3 separate regions of the Mus musculus genome follow, and regions 2 and 3 are each linked to region 1. Evidence: chromatin contacts called from public promoter capture Hi-C data. All regions are on one chromosome and are shown on one strand. The core of a region is the stretch at or near the end of the contact, and the rest is flanking DNA. Distances in the headings are between cores, read along the strand shown.

The links. Promoter capture Hi-C pulls out the DNA fragments that hold promoters and counts their contacts. Capture Hi-C pulls out chosen DNA fragments and counts their contacts.
Region 2: a promoter capture Hi-C map of liver shows a contact between it and region 1, with 6 times the contacts expected there. The contact joins the promoter of Stard9 here to the promoter of 4931402G19Rik in region 1. A contact is called at or near these places in 20 of 39 promoter capture datasets (the 3T3-L1 cell line, 3T3-L1-derived adipocytes, the C10 cell line and 14 more), 1 of 15 datasets of contacts at CTCF or cohesin (embryonic stem cells), 47 of 484 Hi-C or Micro-C datasets (8-cell embryo, the BV-2 cell line, CD4 T cells and 20 more), 14 of 115 datasets of contacts at active chromatin or transcription factors (CD8 T cells, the HPC-7 cell line, Th17 cells and 4 more) and 5 of 9 other capture datasets (adipose tissue, embryonic stem cells, liver and 2 more).
Region 3: a promoter capture Hi-C map of adipose tissue shows a contact between it and region 1. The contact joins the promoter of Pla2g4f here to the promoter of 4931402G19Rik in region 1. A contact is called at or near these places in 2 of 39 promoter capture datasets (liver and macrophages), 1 of 484 Hi-C or Micro-C datasets (nephron progenitors), 1 of 115 datasets of contacts at active chromatin or transcription factors (embryonic stem cells) and 3 of 9 other capture datasets (adipose tissue, embryonic stem cells and pancreatic islet).

The regions. Positions count from the first base shown.
Region 1 is chr2:120,467,974-120,470,741 of GRCm38.p6, reverse strand. It overlaps 4931402G19Rik (RIKEN cDNA 4931402G19 gene), which reads left to right and starts at 1,375. Exons shown (of 5, transcript NR_040608.1): 1 at 1,375-1,422. All of the region lies in intron 1 of Capn3 (calpain 3), which reads right to left.
Region 2 is chr2:120,627,270-120,630,392 of GRCm38.p6, reverse strand. Stard9 (START domain containing 9) reads right to left here and starts at 1,272. Exons shown (of 33, transcript NM_001370940.1): 1 at 1,123-1,272. The coding sequence starts at 1,169.
Region 3 is chr2:120,312,603-120,315,597 of GRCm38.p6, reverse strand. Pla2g4f (phospholipase A2, group IVF) reads left to right here and starts at 1,433. Exons shown (of 20, transcript NM_001363073.1): 1 at 1,433-1,652; 2 at 2,479-2,551. The coding sequence starts at 1,542.

The sequences.
Region 1 (2,768 bases), core at 126-2,625:
GAGAACCAACTCCACAGAGTTGTCCTCTGACACACACGGATTGAGGAACTCACATGTGATTCATGTACAGATGCACACTAAATAATAATAAATAAAAAAGACTTGATAGCTCACACCTTTAACCCCAGCACTCAGAAAGCAGAAGCAGGCAAACCTGTGTGTTCCAGGCCAGCCTATCTCAAAGTCGGGAGAAGGAGGAGAAGGAGGAGAAGGAGGAGGAAGAGGAGGAGGAGGAGGAGGAAGAGGAAGAGGAAGAGGAGGAGGGATAAAATAGTAATTTAAAAAAGAACGATACAAATGTGCAGAAAGCATTTGTGGCTTTTTTATAAGGCAAATGCATCTTTTCATGGTTTCTTGGTCATTTCTGTCCCTGCCTTTCTCATTTTCTACATTATCCTGCCAAGTCATGTCAACGTATTCACTGTGGTCCCTGGAGCTCTGTCCCTGTCATGACCCTCAGGAGGAGCTGAGGCAATCCTAACTGTTATTTCTAGAACCTTCACTTTCACCAAAACAGTTGCAGCCTCCCCTACCCTCTGCTGTCCTGGGTTGATGGTTTGGTGCTACTGTGATTCTCTGCAGCCAGAACAAGCATCTAAGTTAGTATTAGCATTTCAGTTACCACCAGCACCACTTACTGACTGTGCTACGTGTGTGTGTGTGTGTGTGTGTGTGTGTGTGTGTGCGCGCGCGCGTGTGTGCATGTGTGCACGTGTGCACATGTTGGATGCAGTATCCTGTTTTATCCTTCCAGAACTCAGTGAAAGCTGGCGTTTTCATTTGCTTTTTACAGATGAGGAAGCTGAGACCCAGGAGTAGTCAGTCACGTGGTTTAGTGGTGGGCACAGTTCTGGTTCCCCTTGTTTCAAAACCTGTGTCCTGGGCTTTCTTGTTAATGGCTATTACTGCCTTACTGTAGGCATCTAAGACAATGGTTCTCAGTTTGTGGGGTGAGACCCCTTTGGGATCACCTAAACCATCGGAAATATCAGATATCATTATGATTCATAACAGTAGCAAAATTACAGTTATGGAGTAGCAATGGGAATAATTGTGTGGTTGGGGGTCATCACAACATGAGGAACTGGGTCAAAGCATTAGGAAGGTGGAGAACCACTGAGCTAGGACTTTAGGGACATCACACAGTATCGTGCTAAGCAGAGAGTACATTTAGCTCCTTTATGGAAAAGCAAAGTGAAACTTGGATCGTTTTCCTGACTTGCTGCTAGCAGCAGACCAGGCTTCCCACCAGGTCTGCTTGTTCAAATCCTGTCTCAAACTACTGTGTACTGTGGCCTAGTTCTTCCTTCTTGTGGCTAGTGTGGTACCCAACTTCCCTTTCAACTGTCTGACAGAAGGCAGCAGACATTCTATAACAGATCGGAAGCAGAGACCTCCTGCTAACCCACTTTCATTGGGAAGGTAATTTCACTGGGAAATAAGCTATGTGGTTAAGCTTGTAGTCTGGGGCTGGGTGTCCCTCTATGTAGACTAGGTTCTCCTGGAGTCCAGCTGTCTCTAAATCTGCTCACAATGATGTGGGGACAATTGTTGTTTTGATATAGCCTAGTGTTTCTTCATTTTAGAATTGAGTAGTACTGACTAAGTGACCCCAGGCTGGGAAGACATCTCCATTATAGACTTCACTTTAGAGGCTGTGGAGCCCCAGAAGAGCCCAGAGGCCTCCTGGAATCAGGAGAAAGCCCTTCCTTAAGGATGCAGATGTGTTGGCTACTGTTTGATCTCAGCTGGGAACCAGTATGTCTGGTGACTTGAGGTTTTCAGAGTCCTGAGCAAGTCCACAAATATTCACAGAAGCACAGCATTGATTTGGAAGTTACCAATGAATTTAAGTAGGAGAATAACAAGTATAGAATCTAGATAATGAGGCTTGGCTGTGCAGTTGAGGACTCTAATGGCCTGAGCTGGATAAACCCCTGCCCAAGCGTTTTGTGACTATCTGATAAAGCAACCAGAGATAGGGTGACAACCGAGGAACAGAGGACACCACTGGATACCTTTACTGTTGTCTGGGTTGTAACCAGATGACTTCCCGCTAGACATGAAAAGCTTTCCAATATGGAAATTACAGCATGTGTGTGTGGAAGGAGAACTCCTTTGCCCTTCTGACTCTTCATGTCAGGAGGAAAGCCAACTACCTCAGACCTTTGACAGTTGTTCTTCAACATTTTGCTCCTGGACTTACATGGAGTGTTTAATAGCAGTTTTCATGCTGTACTGAGTGGCACTGTGGAGTGGCCAGGATGCTTCCCAAGTGTGAGAGGTCCTGGGGCATCCATGGAGACTCACACAGGTCTTCAACCCACAGCCTCTCAGTGGCAGGGTCTCCTCCTCTGTCTCCCCCACTCCAGAGCTCAGTGAAGCCTGGGCATTTTCTCTCACTTTGTTTTTCTCCATTCCAGAGCTTTCTAACACTGGCAAGCTGGCTCAGCACTGCCACTTCAAGACAGGATGCAGAGCAAGTCTGCCCTTTCCCAAAAGGTTACTGGTCTCAAGTATTTCACAGCTTCAGTGGCTGTTAGGCCATAGAGAATGGCAGGAGCAGTGTGTGTGTGTGTGTGTGTGTGTGTGTGTGTGCATGCACCTCAGGCTTTCCCTAGTCCAATTCCAGTGCAGTCTACCTTTCACTCTTGTTATATATCAACCAGCTGATCCTTTTCTTTCCTTTTTCCCTTTAGAAAACAATCATGTTTGCCTCCTTTAAGAAAAGCACTCAGGCTGGGCAGTGGTGGCGCACACCTTTGATC
Region 2 (3,123 bases), core at 23-2,522, 160 kb before region 1:
TACCAATCAAAACACAGCAATTTGGGGTACACTCTTTTGTGTTCCTCCTATCTCACTGCTCTCATTCGGTCTAAACTTTTAAAAGCAGATGGCCTCTAAAAGGACAAACCTAACCCATACAGAACCATTTTCGTCATAGGAGACAATGCCCTTTTTGACCTCTGTTCCCATTTACCAAGGTATCTTGTGTACTGGACAGTTAAAAAAAACCTGCTAATTCCAATACATGTCATCTGGTCTAGACCCACACTCTGCCAGTTTTATCACCCATCACTCTTCCGCTTCAACCCAAGCAGGTGTCCAAGGCTTCCATCTACACCCTAAGAGCAGAGATTTGCTCTTTCTTCCTGTTCTTGGAGGACTCTGCACTTCTTCTCCTTACTTGTCAGAAAACTCAAAGATCATTCACAACAGCTCTTTGACACCAACTTTTGTGCAAAGCATTCTCTGACTTCCCAAGTGAGAGGAAAAGAGGATGAAGTGTGCAGCTTCACACTGGATGCCTCAAGGGCTGAGGGGTGCAGAATCAGGCTCCTACACAAGGAACTAGCTAGCATGGAGGACACCAAGAAGAGATGTCTGGAGAAACTTCCCCTATGTCACAGTTCAGTCTTTAAATCACACCAACTACTGAGCACAGGTTGAGAGTGTACTTTCTCTGGGCCTTTATTTTCCTTCCATATCCTGATAATTCTTTTTCCTATGTCCTCTTGGAGCAATCCCATGTGTATATACGGACACAACAGCCTCCAGTCCTCACTTGGGTACTCCCAGAACACCAAAAGTAGTGGAGTCTGCCCATCCTTTTGTACTTCCTCACGTCATGCTCCGTGAGAAAGGCCCTACTACGTGCACCAAGACCCAAGCCAGGGTCCCTAGAAACTAGTTGGCAGGTCACCAAGGACATGCACACAGGGCAGCGACTCCTGGAGCCACACAAGAACTGCTATCTCCTAGGACGCGAAGCCCTGTCCCTCCAGGCCTTCTGGACCCTGAGCCTCCATGACAATCTGTGTCTGATTTTTTTTTTTTCTCCACGCCAGTCCACCCTGAGGAAGGCAGGGACCTCGCACTCCTCTCAGCTCACTTGACCCCTCAGGCGCCCCCTCCTGACAGACTCACCGCTTGCTGAGAGGCCGGACCCTCACGGCCACCTGCACATTCGCCATCCCTCCGCCACAACCCAAGACCCACACAGCGGTCCGGCGGAAGCATCCCTGGCCGGCGTCCAGCGAACAGACCCAGCCACAGGCACTGCAAGAGCCACAGACTGCCCCGCCCGTCCCACGCGCCTCCCGACCGCAGCCCAAGCCTCGCCCTAGGGGGCGGGGCCCACTAGGTATCAACCAATCCTGAGACAGATGGGGGTGGGCCTCCTTGCCTTGCTCCACCCTCTCACTTCTCTGGACGCTCCCGCCCGAGTGCAAGGAAACGCCAGACAGGGGCGGGGCCTGCGGAGCCTTAGCCAATCCTGAGGCAGGTGGGCTGAGCAACCTGGTCTCGTTCTACCCCTCGCACCGCTGACTGTCCTACGCAAGCTGTAGTATCTCTTTTGTTCTAAAATCTGGTGACTGAATTTCTGGTTAATACTTGAAAGTTCATGAAGGAAATTAGTAATTTTATTTTTTACCCTATTGGTCTGCTATGTCAAAACTGCGGCTAAATTTTAAGGTCAAAAATAAAGTGGAGCCTATCGTAGAGGCTGAGGCAAGAATATTTTGAATTCAAGGTTAGCCTACATGGTGAGTTGAAGTCAGCCTGGAGTTCAGCGTGAAGTCCCGTCTCAAAACAACAACAATGAAATGAGAAAAACAAATGATTTTGTAATTCTAAGGTGCGTTTAAATGAAGAGGCTTGGGGCTGGTGAGATGGCTCAGTGAGTAAGAGCACCCGACTGCTCTTTCGAAGGTCTGGAGTTCAAATCCCAGCAACTACATGGTGGCTCACAACCATCCGTAACAAGATCTGACTCCTTCTTCTGGAGTGTCTGAAGACAGCTACAGTGTACTTACATATAATAAATAAATAAATCTTAAAAAAAAAAAAAAAAAAGGTGTGGGCTGTCATGCCCAGCCTAAAAAAAAAAAAAAAAAAAAATGAAGAGGCTTTTTTTTTCTTCTTTCTTTCTTTTTTTTTTTTCCTAACTTACTGACAAATTTCTCTCGGTTGCCCTGTAACTTCACTACCACCCTAAGCAGTATTTATAGTACATACAGAGCAAATGCTGTCTGATCAGAGCTGGTTTATTCAAATAAGAAATAGCTATTTATAGCTGTAAAGCCTGAAGCCCAGCTCTGAGACCTGGGGTGCTGATGAACACTTAACAATTCCAACACTGGGGAGTTCCAAGACCTCCACACAGGAAGCTCCCATGTCTCACAACAGCAAAAACAGAAACAAGGGTCCGTTTCTGATGGTGACAAATTTGTGTCCACTGAAGACTACTAAATCGTCAAACATCATGATTAGAGAGAGGTGGGGTAGGGTTAGCCATTGTATTATTAATATTAGGGTTAGAGTTTATATAAGCTGGAGAGTGGTTCTGCAAGCCTTTATTTAATCTTAGCAATTGGGAGGCAGAGGCGGGTGGATCTCTGTGAGTTCAAGGCCAGACTGGTCTACAGAGTGAGTTCCAGGACAGCCAGGGCTACACAGAGAAACCCTGTCTCAAAGAAAGAAAGAGAGGAAGGAAGGAAAGAAAGAAAGAGAGGAAGGAAGGAAGGAAGGAAGGGAGGGAGGGAGGGAGGGAGGGAGGGAGGGAGGGAGGGAGGGAGGGAGGGAGGGAGAGAGAGAGAGAGAGAGAGAGAGAGAGACTCACACAAAACCAAGACAAACAAGAAACACACAGACCAAAAAACAAAAAACCCCAAGTCACTTCCTTCATGAGAATTAGGATCTTATGGAAAAGGAAATAACTATCTAAATGTGTATAACATTGTGCCAGACACAAAATGCAAAGAAAAATAAAAGGGAATAAAAGAGAGTAACAGTGTTAGGTGGTTAAAGAGAAAGTTAAGAAAGTCACTACTTTATATAGACTCTTAAAGGAAGTCCTCACTGATACCAGTGACACCCCACTATATTTGAGGAAAGTAAGGCTGGGAAGTTTTTCAGAGACTATTA
Region 3 (2,995 bases), core at 184-2,683, 160 kb after region 1:
AGGGAGGGACTCTGTTTGAAAAGTAAAGTTGGCTCACTTTTCCTGGTTCTAAAATGCCAGTTTGGTCCCTCTGTGATACCCTAGCTGTCTGTCTGTGGCTGTCCTGAAGATCTTCTGCCAGTGAAAAGCATCCAGAACTTGAGTTGAGGCATGTCTGTTGAGGCATGGGGAGATGGCTTCCGAGCAGAGAATATGGTTTAAGCCCAAAAGCACTCAGCCAGCTAGAACTCTGCCCCTCCTTACCCAAAGCCCCAGCTTCAGCCTGGGATCCAGGTGCTGAACTATCCATGTTCAGCAAGGGGGCTGGGCTTAGCCATCTCTGAGTCAGATCTCTTTTACAATCTATCTGAGGTGAAGCAGGTCACCACAGTTACGTCACCTCTGGTTCTGGAATTTCTGGTCTGAGCATGGCCTGTTCGTTTGGGAGTTAATTCACCTTTGTGGATGTCATTGCAGCCTCCAGCTGTGGATGTGTGAGGGAGGGAAGGCAGTAGAGATTACCTGGTCGAGATGGGGGTCTTATCTGGTACCTTAAACTGGTCTCACGATGCTGAGTTCAAGTGAGCCTCCTGCCTGTCCTGGGGTTCTGTGTACCACTACCCTTAGCTATATGAAAGGGTTATGGTTAAAGAGATGAAAAGAGTCTCCTAGGAACTTTTGCTAGCCACTGTCCCTGCCTCGCCACCTAGATGACTGTGGTCCACAGGAAAGGACATGACATGCGGTTGCAGCCGGAGCCTCAAAATGGTCATGGACACTTTAAAGCCTTTATCTCTGGCAGTTTAAGGATAGAGAGGCCTGCCTCTCTTCTGTCCTTATTTACAATACCTGGCCATGCCCCCGCCTCTATGCCTGAAGCACCAGGCACTTCTACCAACCCAGGAAAGGAGTCATGAAATGAATCTTTTCAGGGTGTGGGTGGCTTTGGTACAGACATACCATGACCTTTGTGTTAAGGAAATAACTGAGGGAGGCCAAAAGAGACAATAAATGTCAGTGATTCCCCATAAAAACCCGAGCCAGAGATTTCTGTTTCTGCTTAAGAGCTGTGGAGAAAGTGGGACTTGAAGGAGAGATGGTGTGGGGCTTTCTGGCAGCTAGATGAGGTTAGCCCTGATTATAGTACCTCCTGACTTCTGCTAATGGCAGACTAGTTGGAAACAAGAATATCTGGGCTCTTGCCCTACCCATACATGGCAAGGGATGGGAGTGGTGTCTGTTTTTCACAACTAGTTCAGCTAAGCAGGGCCTGAGTTGGAGACCAGAGAGCTAAGCAGGACCCCAAGAGTCTCTTGGAAAGGGAGCAACTTGCCTATTGCCTAGGGAAAGCAGGCTCCACTCATTTCCTGGAGCACTTCAAACCCCTCCTGGAGCACTTCAAACCCCTCCTCCAGCCCCGGTGCCTCAGCCTAGCAGTGGCTCCACCCTTCCCACTCCTGTGCTACTTGTCAGACCTGAGCGACAGTGAATATAGCCAGAGAAAGGGTGGCTCTGGGAAACAGGCAAGCTCCCTACTGGGACCTGAGCTGCTACTGCTGGCCATGCCCTGGACTCTCCAGCCAAAGTGGCTGGCAGGCAAGGGACTTCCCCTTCTTGGAGCCATACTGCTACGGAAGACAGAAAAGAGCGAACCACAATGGAAGCATAGGCGGGTAATGTACTGATCTCACTTGGGAAAAGCTGGCTGGAGTCCTGGGAGATGGCTGGCACCCCGTGGGGACTAAGCCAGCCATTGCACTGGGGTTTGATTTAGGGTGGAACATACCACAGACAACCTGGAAAAGCTCAAACTAGAGAGACAGGCCAAGGCCTCCAAAAAGAAATGATGGCGGCCTGAGACCATTGCCTGTGGTTGGTTTGCCAGGAATGCACTAGTCTAGCTGTATAACCATTGTGGAGAGAAGGGAGAAGGGTTTGTTGGGTTTTCAGGGGGTAGATTAACACCCAGAAGGCTGCAATCTGGCATCATCATTTTTGTTTTGTTTTGTTTTGAGCTCAGTCTTCAATCTAGTGACTTATCAGACCAGAACAAGCTAGGAGACTTGGCTTCCCCTCCCCTTGCCCATTCCTGCCTCTGGTTGGTCTTTCAGCCCCTGCATGGAAGCTGGTGGGTGCAGTGGGTTCTGGCTTTCTCTTTTAGTGTTTGACCTTCTTAAATACATTATCCTAGTGCCCAGGTCACGTCTAGAGGGCAGCTGCAGGCTGACCATTATAAAGCGTACCTAGCTTAGCTGCTCATGGGAACACTAAGAGTTGAGCTGGTCCCCAGATTCCAGGCCCCTCACCAATCCTGACCACCCAGCACCCTGCGCCTTGCAAAAGCTTCCCAGAGCTCCTGGCATAGGAGCATTAGTGACCTGGGCCAGGCAAGTTCTATGGTAAGACAGAGTAGAAACTCAAGCCAGAAAACACTTGAGAGAGGAGATCAGGCCAACCCTAGCTTCCTGGAACTGAGTTCCTAGGGTTCTGTTGTTTCAGCAGGAAACCCACCCATACTACGACCTTCAAGTGAAGGTGCTGAGGGCCAGAAACATCCAGCACACAGATAAGTGTGAGTAATCCTTGCTTTGCTCTCTCTCTCTCTCTCTCTCTCTCTCTCTCTCTCTCTCTCTCTCTCTCTCTGTGTCTGTGTGTGTGTGTGTGTGTGTGTGTGTGTGTGTGTGTGTGTGTGTGTGTGTGTGCTCTCTTGGAGTAGGGTGGTAGGGTGGTGTTAATCATTGGAGGGAGGGTACCTTGGTGTGGTGTGGGGTATAGAGGCATGCAGGCACACTGGAGGGGTGAGTTGGGCAGACTTCAGCCTCCTCCTGACTCTAGGAGGCTTTCTGAGGGTGTGTTAGGCCCCGTTGCCACACATCAATGCCTGCTTTCCAGGAGCTTTGGCAGTACCCACACATGGTACAGAGTTCTATTGCCTGAATCAGGCCATTTCAAGGAGTTACTCAATGGTTTGTGCTACCACATGATCCTTTGAACTGTGGCTGCTGTGGGGATTTCT